Linked DNA regions of Zea mays: region 1 is linked to region 2. The links are chromatin contacts, called in public Hi-C maps. All regions are on one chromosome and are shown on one strand. Each heading gives the region's core, a stretch centred on a gene start, on an enhancer-like site or on the middle of the called end of the contact. The rest is flanking DNA. Distances are from core to core; before and after follow the strand shown. Region 1 holds the start of LOC100275493 (carbonic anhydrase). Region 2 holds the start of LOC100284692 (HD domain containing protein).

Region 1 (3,808 bases), core at 861-3,360, 250 kb before region 2:
TTTGTTCTACTCTACTGAATCCTGGTTGCATCTCATGGATGCATGTTTCTTCTTCTGCTTATTATTGTCTGTGCTTCAAGCTCTGTCAATGCTATATATATATATGCTCCGCCACTGCTCGTCGCTAATTCGATCGGCAGCGCGGGCATCGGAGCAGCTAGCCACGCATGCATCAGCCAAGCTTGGATGGAATGGAGCAGCTGGGACGGTTCCAGATGATTAAATATTATACTCCGTACAAATTATACAGCATCCCAAATGGATTCTTTGTAACCGAACAAGTCAGGATGAATACGGCGGGCATCGGAGAAAGGTGAGTTCATCCACTTCTCTCTCACAACTCTGTCAAGAGTGGTATATATATGTTTAAACTATATTGCATATTCCAGTGAGACATGTCAGCTCTGGGGCGCTGCAGCCTGGATCCAGAAGCTTCACAATTCTATACCACCCCTCACTTGTTCTGTTGTTTGAAAACCAGGTTTTCGAACGACATTTCAAGCTCAATTAGCCCAGTACCCAGTTACCCCACTGGGGGACACTTTGTACATGAGCAGCCAGCCAATCTGCGCATAGGCTAACGCCTAACGGCCTGGCCCCGCCCATGTCAGCAGGCCTCCGAGGCTTTTGGTTGCCCAACCAGCCCATGGGCTGAATTCATAACAGTGTTGGCACACAGTTTCCTCTTCACTCGGAAGCTTATTATTATCGATCCTGAACCAGAGACTAGCAGAGCTAGCATTTCGACGACGCGTCTCAACTCTCAACCTCCAAGTCCACCTCGTGTACGTGCTGCCTTGCCAGTTGCCACTGGGCACTGCTGGCCCAGTGACCAACCATGCGTTAGATCTGACAGCACCACCGAACCATCCTCCCCGGTGATCAACAAACGACGGCAGCCACATCTTGCACCCAACGTGATGATGAATGATGCCTAGAACTTTTGACAACAAAACGCAGCACAGGTAGCAGGTTTAATTCAACAAGACTTTCTACTATATAGAGCCACACCATAGAGATAACTAATCTGTGCGCAAAGCCAAAGTGCTGACGGCAACTGTGGTGCAGCCTTTTCATCTCCGTTTTTAAGTTTTTTGCCCCTCCTTTTGTTTTCTGTTTTTCTGGGAACTCTTTAAACCGCCGTGGCGCCGTGTAAACTTTGCTGTAGCCTTTTCGCGTGCAATGGCAGAGCGCCCTGTTCTTTTCCTGCTAAAGAAAAAAAAAAAGGAGCACCTGATCGCTGGCAGGCCCACGGCCCACCCAACTGTGTCTGTAACGCTCGGCGTCCCTGCATTGCATGCCAAGTGCCAACCACCAGTCCATAGCAGGGTCAGGGAGACCGCAGATGAGGCCGGGGCAACGGTGATGCCGCAAAGAGGATTCAGAATCCTTTTTCTTTTCTTTTCTTTTACCACCGGGCTGGCATCACAGATTACACGCGCAGTAGAGTAAGCACGTCTCTCTCGTAGCCAAGAACAACAGTCTACACAGCTCGCTTTCTCCGCCCTTGTCTGGGCGTTACGGCAGGCAAGCCCCCTCGTTTTCTTCTGCTCGCGTTCTCCTTCCATGTCCACATCTCCTGTGCCACCGCACGCAAGGTGCCAACGCTCCCTCGCCGCAGTAGCATCGCGTCCACACAAACTGCACCTCCACTAGATACGGCGGTGATCCGGCGAGAGAGCGCGACACGCACAGGCCAGCTAGCGTTTCTCCGACGCCGCGCGTTTCATCATTTCCCGCTTCCCCTGCCCCCGGCCGCGCGCGCGCGCCCGTGTGGTCCAGACCAGGACGCGCGCGGATGTGCATCCGGCGCGCGCCCGTCGGCCACACGGTGCCGCCGCGCGTTATCCCGAGCCCTGTCCTGTCCTGTCCTGTTCCATCTCGCGCGCGAGGGGGGGAGGGGAGGGCAGCGAGTGGCGCGCTGGCGGATGAGGCGCCGAGTGGCCCGCATCCACCGGCGCAGGCGAGCCGCACGACGCCGCCGCGCTCGCGGACCGCCGCCGCCACACATGCGCACCCCCGGCCCGCGGGGCTGTAACGGCCTTGTCGCCACGCGTGCGCCCCGTGTGTATAAGGAGGCAGCGCGTACAGGGGGCACGATAAGCGGCACTCGCACGATCAATGTACACATTGCCCGTCCGCGCCACCACATCCAGCATCGTCGCCAGCCTCGCCACCCCCGCGCCGTCCTCCTCCTCCGGCTCCGGCTCCGGCCGCCCCAGGCCCAGGCTCATCCGGAACGCCCCCGTCTTCGCCGCCCCCGCCACCGTCGTGGTACGTACGTGCGTACGGAGTACGACAATTAATGCATGCATGGCTCACTGCACAGCGAGCACATCATGCACTGTACAGCATGCATGTCCTCGTTTCTATATATTCTATCCACGTACGCCTTCGCTTCATCCAGCTCTAATAACCAAGTACTGACTAGTCGGCACTACTGACGACCTTGCTGTTTTGGGCACGAAATGCACTCATGCAACCAAAAGTCCTTGCTCCCATTATCTAGGAGGACACGACCAAGCATGCAGGATATTCTGGAAACCCAATCAAAATCCGACTGTAATATAAGTATAATGCACATCCCAAGAAGACGCCACTCTTAGCTTCATCTTAAATTCCCTTAAATTTAGCTATATATCATTTATATAACATCAAAACAGGCGTACTATCAAAAATATATTTCATGGTACGTAAATATGGCACACTACACTGTACATAAATTTTTGTTTGAATTAATTCTTTCTGTCAAATCTATAATCAAATTCAAGGCAGTTTGATATATACGTTAGATCTATATATAATGCATCTATTTCTGACGGAGGGAATAGCTAGTGATGATGATAGTAATTTAGATCATTTTCCCATCAGCTAGTAGCTACCGACGACATACGCATGTCAGCCATCTCCAATAGAATATTCCCGAAGGGAGGTGTTTCCAAAAAGATGACGGCCAACGATAGTGCTAGTTTGAAGGCAACTACTACGTATATATCCTTTCAGTATAACAGAATTCCACCCAGAAAAAAAAAGTCTCGAGTTGAATGAAAGAGGAGTAGTGACGTCGAGCGCGCGTGAAATAAAGTATATGGCTGGCTTTTTCCTAAAGCGATAAGACCAGTTTATGCAGTGGGGTCATGGACATGTGTAGTGATAGCTAATAATCGTCCGCGTCTTTTGGCTTTTGAGTTCCGTTTGATCCATGACGCATATATATCCAGGCAGTTGAATAACCGACGACCATCAAATAAAAGGCGCCACTACTAGTGGCCATCGACGTCAGTTTAACCTTTCTATGTATGCATGTGTAACTTCCCATGATTTCCTGCGTCGCGTTATTTTGCTTTGTTTCACCGTCGGACGACGAAGTCTTTTAGATAGCAATAAGGAACTATATCTAAGTGCTAGTTTGGGAACCTCGTTTTCCCACGAGATTTTCATTTTCCTAAGGTAAATTAGTTCATTTTTTTTTGAAAATAAGAATCTTTTGAAAAAGATGTAATTATCAAACTAGTCCTAACAGAGAGATTTTTGAGGGGGGAGAAAAAAAAGGAAGTTCTTCTGCATTCTTTTTTGGAGGAACAAAAAATTTGCCTCTGCATACTGAATCAGAGGGGATGGGCTTTATTTCGTGTTGGCTGGTTGATTGATGATTGGATGAGCTCCAGTAAGTTTGGAAGAGAACAGGGCACGGTCCCGACGGTTGGTACGGGTGAAGAAAGGGAGTGATTTAATTTATCGCCCCAACCACAACCACCCATCGATCTATAGTTGCAGAAGAACTCGCTAATCCTGTCCACAAAAGCCG
Region 2 (3,360 bases), core at 169-2,668:
GTCGCCGTGTATTACCTCTTCTCTTCCCATTTTATGCAAAAAAATAGGATAAACTTATGCGCAAACGAGGATTTAAACCTTGGTTGTTAGCTTCACGCCTTCACGTTCACACTCACCTAACCTGCTAACCAATAGAACACATATTTTTTAGAATATGTGATATATAGAAACCGCAGAACATGGAAACCGTAGCAATACACATCATGAATTTTAGAATCAAACATAAATTATAAAAACATATTTTTAAAAAACATGGATTTATTTAATTAAACATAAATGTATATAATTAAACATAAATTTATACAAACAAACACGTATTTATAGAACTATACATGAATTTATACAAATAAACATAAATTTATGAAATTATACGTTAATGTATAGAATTAAACATGGATTGATACAAATAAATATGAATTCATAGAATTAAAAATTTATACGAATAAATATGAATTTATAGAATTATACACGAATTTATACAATTAAACATGAATTTATACAAATAAATATGAATTGATAGAACTATACGTGAATTTATACTACTAAACATTTTTTATGCACCAATCATGTGACTGAAATCTTCTAGGACCTATGGAGTGAAGTATTTCTAGATTTTTTATGCAATACTATGTTTTGAGTAATATCGTAATATTTTATGTCATAAGCTATTTGGTTATGTTCATAAAAACATGTTTTGCAAATACATGATATTTTAGATACCAAGATATTTTTAGTTATTGGAAACTCCGGTCCAAAAAATTCCATGGCATTGCTTTCTTTGTTTAATATCATAGTTTACAATATTATATTAAACAATGTTTTTTGAGTTGCCAAAACTACGATATTATTATGACAATAGTAAACTATAATATTGTAAAACTATAGCTTTTTTAATAAATATTGTTACAGTAGTCAGTCAGCACTATAGATGGCCAAAAAGCACGAGGCCCATGAGCCCGGCATGAAGCCCGCTTTTTGGGCCCGGTCCGAGCCCGACACGGTAGAATAAGCGGGCGGGCTTTGACAAGAAACTAGGCACGGCGGGCTAGCCCGGCACGACCCGTTTACCTCTAAGCCCGTCAAGCCCGTTTTTTACACTAAAACGTGCTTACCGGCCCGTTTAACCCGTTTTTTTGGCCCGTTTTTTCGTGCTAAACGGGCCGGCCCGGCCCGTTTAGGCCCGCTGCGGGCCGGGCTTGGACAGAAAATTAAGCCCGCTGGCTCAGCAGACCCAGCCCGGTTTTTGGCCGGGTTTCACCGGGCCCGGGCCGGGCCGGGCCGGGCGGCCCGTTTGGCCATCTCTAGCACAGCCCGGCCGGCGTCGTTCATCTGTGTTTGGTAGTACGGTCGTTCCGACGGTCGGATGCTCACAAGAGAAAAGAGATGCTGTGTGCAAGCTGCAGAGACTGGCGTCCGACCCGATCCCACTCCCACGGTCCCACCTCGCCTCTCGCGCTCCTGCCCACCCAGCCTGTCCGCCGTCTGGTGTCCGCCTGTTCCCCAAAAGCAAAGAGAGGCGCAGAGCCGCCGCCGTTGATCTCTGACCTTTCCGATCCAGAGCCTAGCTCTCACCGTCTACCGGAGCTCTCACCATGGCGGTGAGCTCGCGGTTTCCCTCCCAACCCGCGGCGCGTGGCCTCCTGCGCCGCACCCCGCAGCGCATCCTCCCCGTCGAGCGCACGCCGCGCCGCCTCGCCCTGGTCGTCACCGCCGTCTCTGGGGGACCTGTACCTGGCGGATCGCCCGTTCCCAGGCGGCCGCCACCGCCGGAGGACGCCGCGACCGTGGCACCGACCTCAGTGCCGTCGTCGGCCGCCTCGGCCATCGATTTCCTCACCCTGTGTCACCGCCTCAAGGTACAAGATACTACTAATCATGCTCGTACTAATCAGTCGTCCCCTGATATGTTGTTCCAAGGCCGCTAGGGTCACACCGGAGATGCTCACAATATTTGTAAGAAATTCTAAAGTGCACACAGAAAGTAAAAGTGGCTGCACCGCCTTGTGCATGTGCAATGATTTGGATCAATTCATTCATGCCCCTAATTTCTTTGATGCTTAGGTCCATCATATCACATGATTCTGGTGCCTATTCCTTTTGTTTATTCTTTAGACCACCAAAAGGAAAGGATGGATAAACCATAGCATCAAGGGCCCTGAGTCCATTGCTGATCACATGTACCGAATGGCCTTGATGGCTCTGATTGCTGGTGATCTGCCTGCTGTGGATCGAGAAAGGTCCATCTCTTCAAATTAATCTTTCGCTTTATTGTTTCGTTATGCTTTAGCCTTTGTCATATCTTAGTTTTCTGCTTGGTGTTGACCATCATTCTTTAATCAGGTGTATCAAAATTGCTATTGTGCATGACATTGCAGAAGGTAGGTCAAGGTCATGTGTGCCATGCAGTACACAAATTGTTGGTGTCTTGTATGTCCAATGCACTTATCTGATCATGAAAACTACACTTCACCTGCGAATACTTTATTAGCTTAAATGCTTATTTCATCCACAAATCCCTTTAGTAAATTAGTCAAATATTTAAAATTCTTTGTTTAATAGCTATTGTTGGTGACATTACCCCATCGGATGGTATACCTAAGGCTGAAAAAAGCCGGCGCGAACAAGCAGCACTAGATGAAATGTGCCAAGTTCTTGGTGGTGGGCCAGCTGGTGGGTGCACATTTTCTATCTTAAATGTCAGATCATGTAGAAACTTCCAACACCAAAAGACGAACTATTTATCTATAATACTTTTGTTTTGCAGCTGATGAGATTAAAGAGTTGTGGGAAGAATATGAGAACAATTCTTCTATTGAAGCCAATCTTGTAAAAGATTTTGATAAAGTAAGAAGGCAATTGTTTCTATAATGTTCTTTTATTATTGTTATTTGTCTTTCCAGTGTCTGATCATCATGACTGCTAGTTGTAGCTATGTATATGTTTTTTTTTACTTAGCAGATCCGTCAGATTTACCAATCTTGGTAGATTACATGGTTTTAAAGGCGGCTAGGCGGAACTAGGCGCTCAGCCACCGCCTGAACGCCTAGGCGACGCCTTACTAGTCAAATACCAAGCAACCAAACAGCTGTTACAGGGGGCAGGGAAAGCAGGGGAGGAGGAACATCATTCTTGAGTCTTGACACCTGAGAGAAAGCAGGGGAGGAGGACCTACCAGTCTACCAATCTACCAGTGAGGGGCGCCCAGGGAGGGGGAGCAGCCAGCCAGCCGCGCGCCCAGCGAGCAGCAGCCGCGAGCAGGCGAGCAGCAGCCGCGAGCGGCGAGCACAGGGCACGCAGGGAGGAGCAGCCGCGCGCACAGGAAGAGCCGCGCGCGCAAGGGGAGGAGCAGCCGCGCACAAG

What was found. Hi-C and Micro-C count contacts between places; a contact is called where the count stands out from the background.
Region 1: a contact with region 2 is called in a Hi-C map of tassel, with 2.9 times the contacts expected there. The contact joins the promoter of LOC100275493 here to the promoter of LOC100284692 in region 2. A contact is called at or near these places in 4 of 25 Hi-C or Micro-C datasets (bundle sheath, ear, endosperm and 1 more).

Annotation. Positions count from the first base shown.
Region 1 is chr3:220,993,211-220,997,018 of Zm-B73-REFERENCE-NAM-5.0, reverse strand. It overlaps LOC100275493 (carbonic anhydrase), which reads left to right and starts at 2,110. Exons shown (of 14, transcript NM_001153360.2): 1 at 2,110-2,274.
Region 2 is chr3:220,740,016-220,743,375 of Zm-B73-REFERENCE-NAM-5.0, reverse strand. LOC100284692 (HD domain containing protein) reads left to right here and starts at 1,418. Exons shown (of 8, transcript NM_001157587.2): 1 at 1,418-1,856; 2 at 2,113-2,237; 3 at 2,341-2,378; 4 at 2,560-2,670; 5 at 2,765-2,844. The coding sequence starts at 1,593.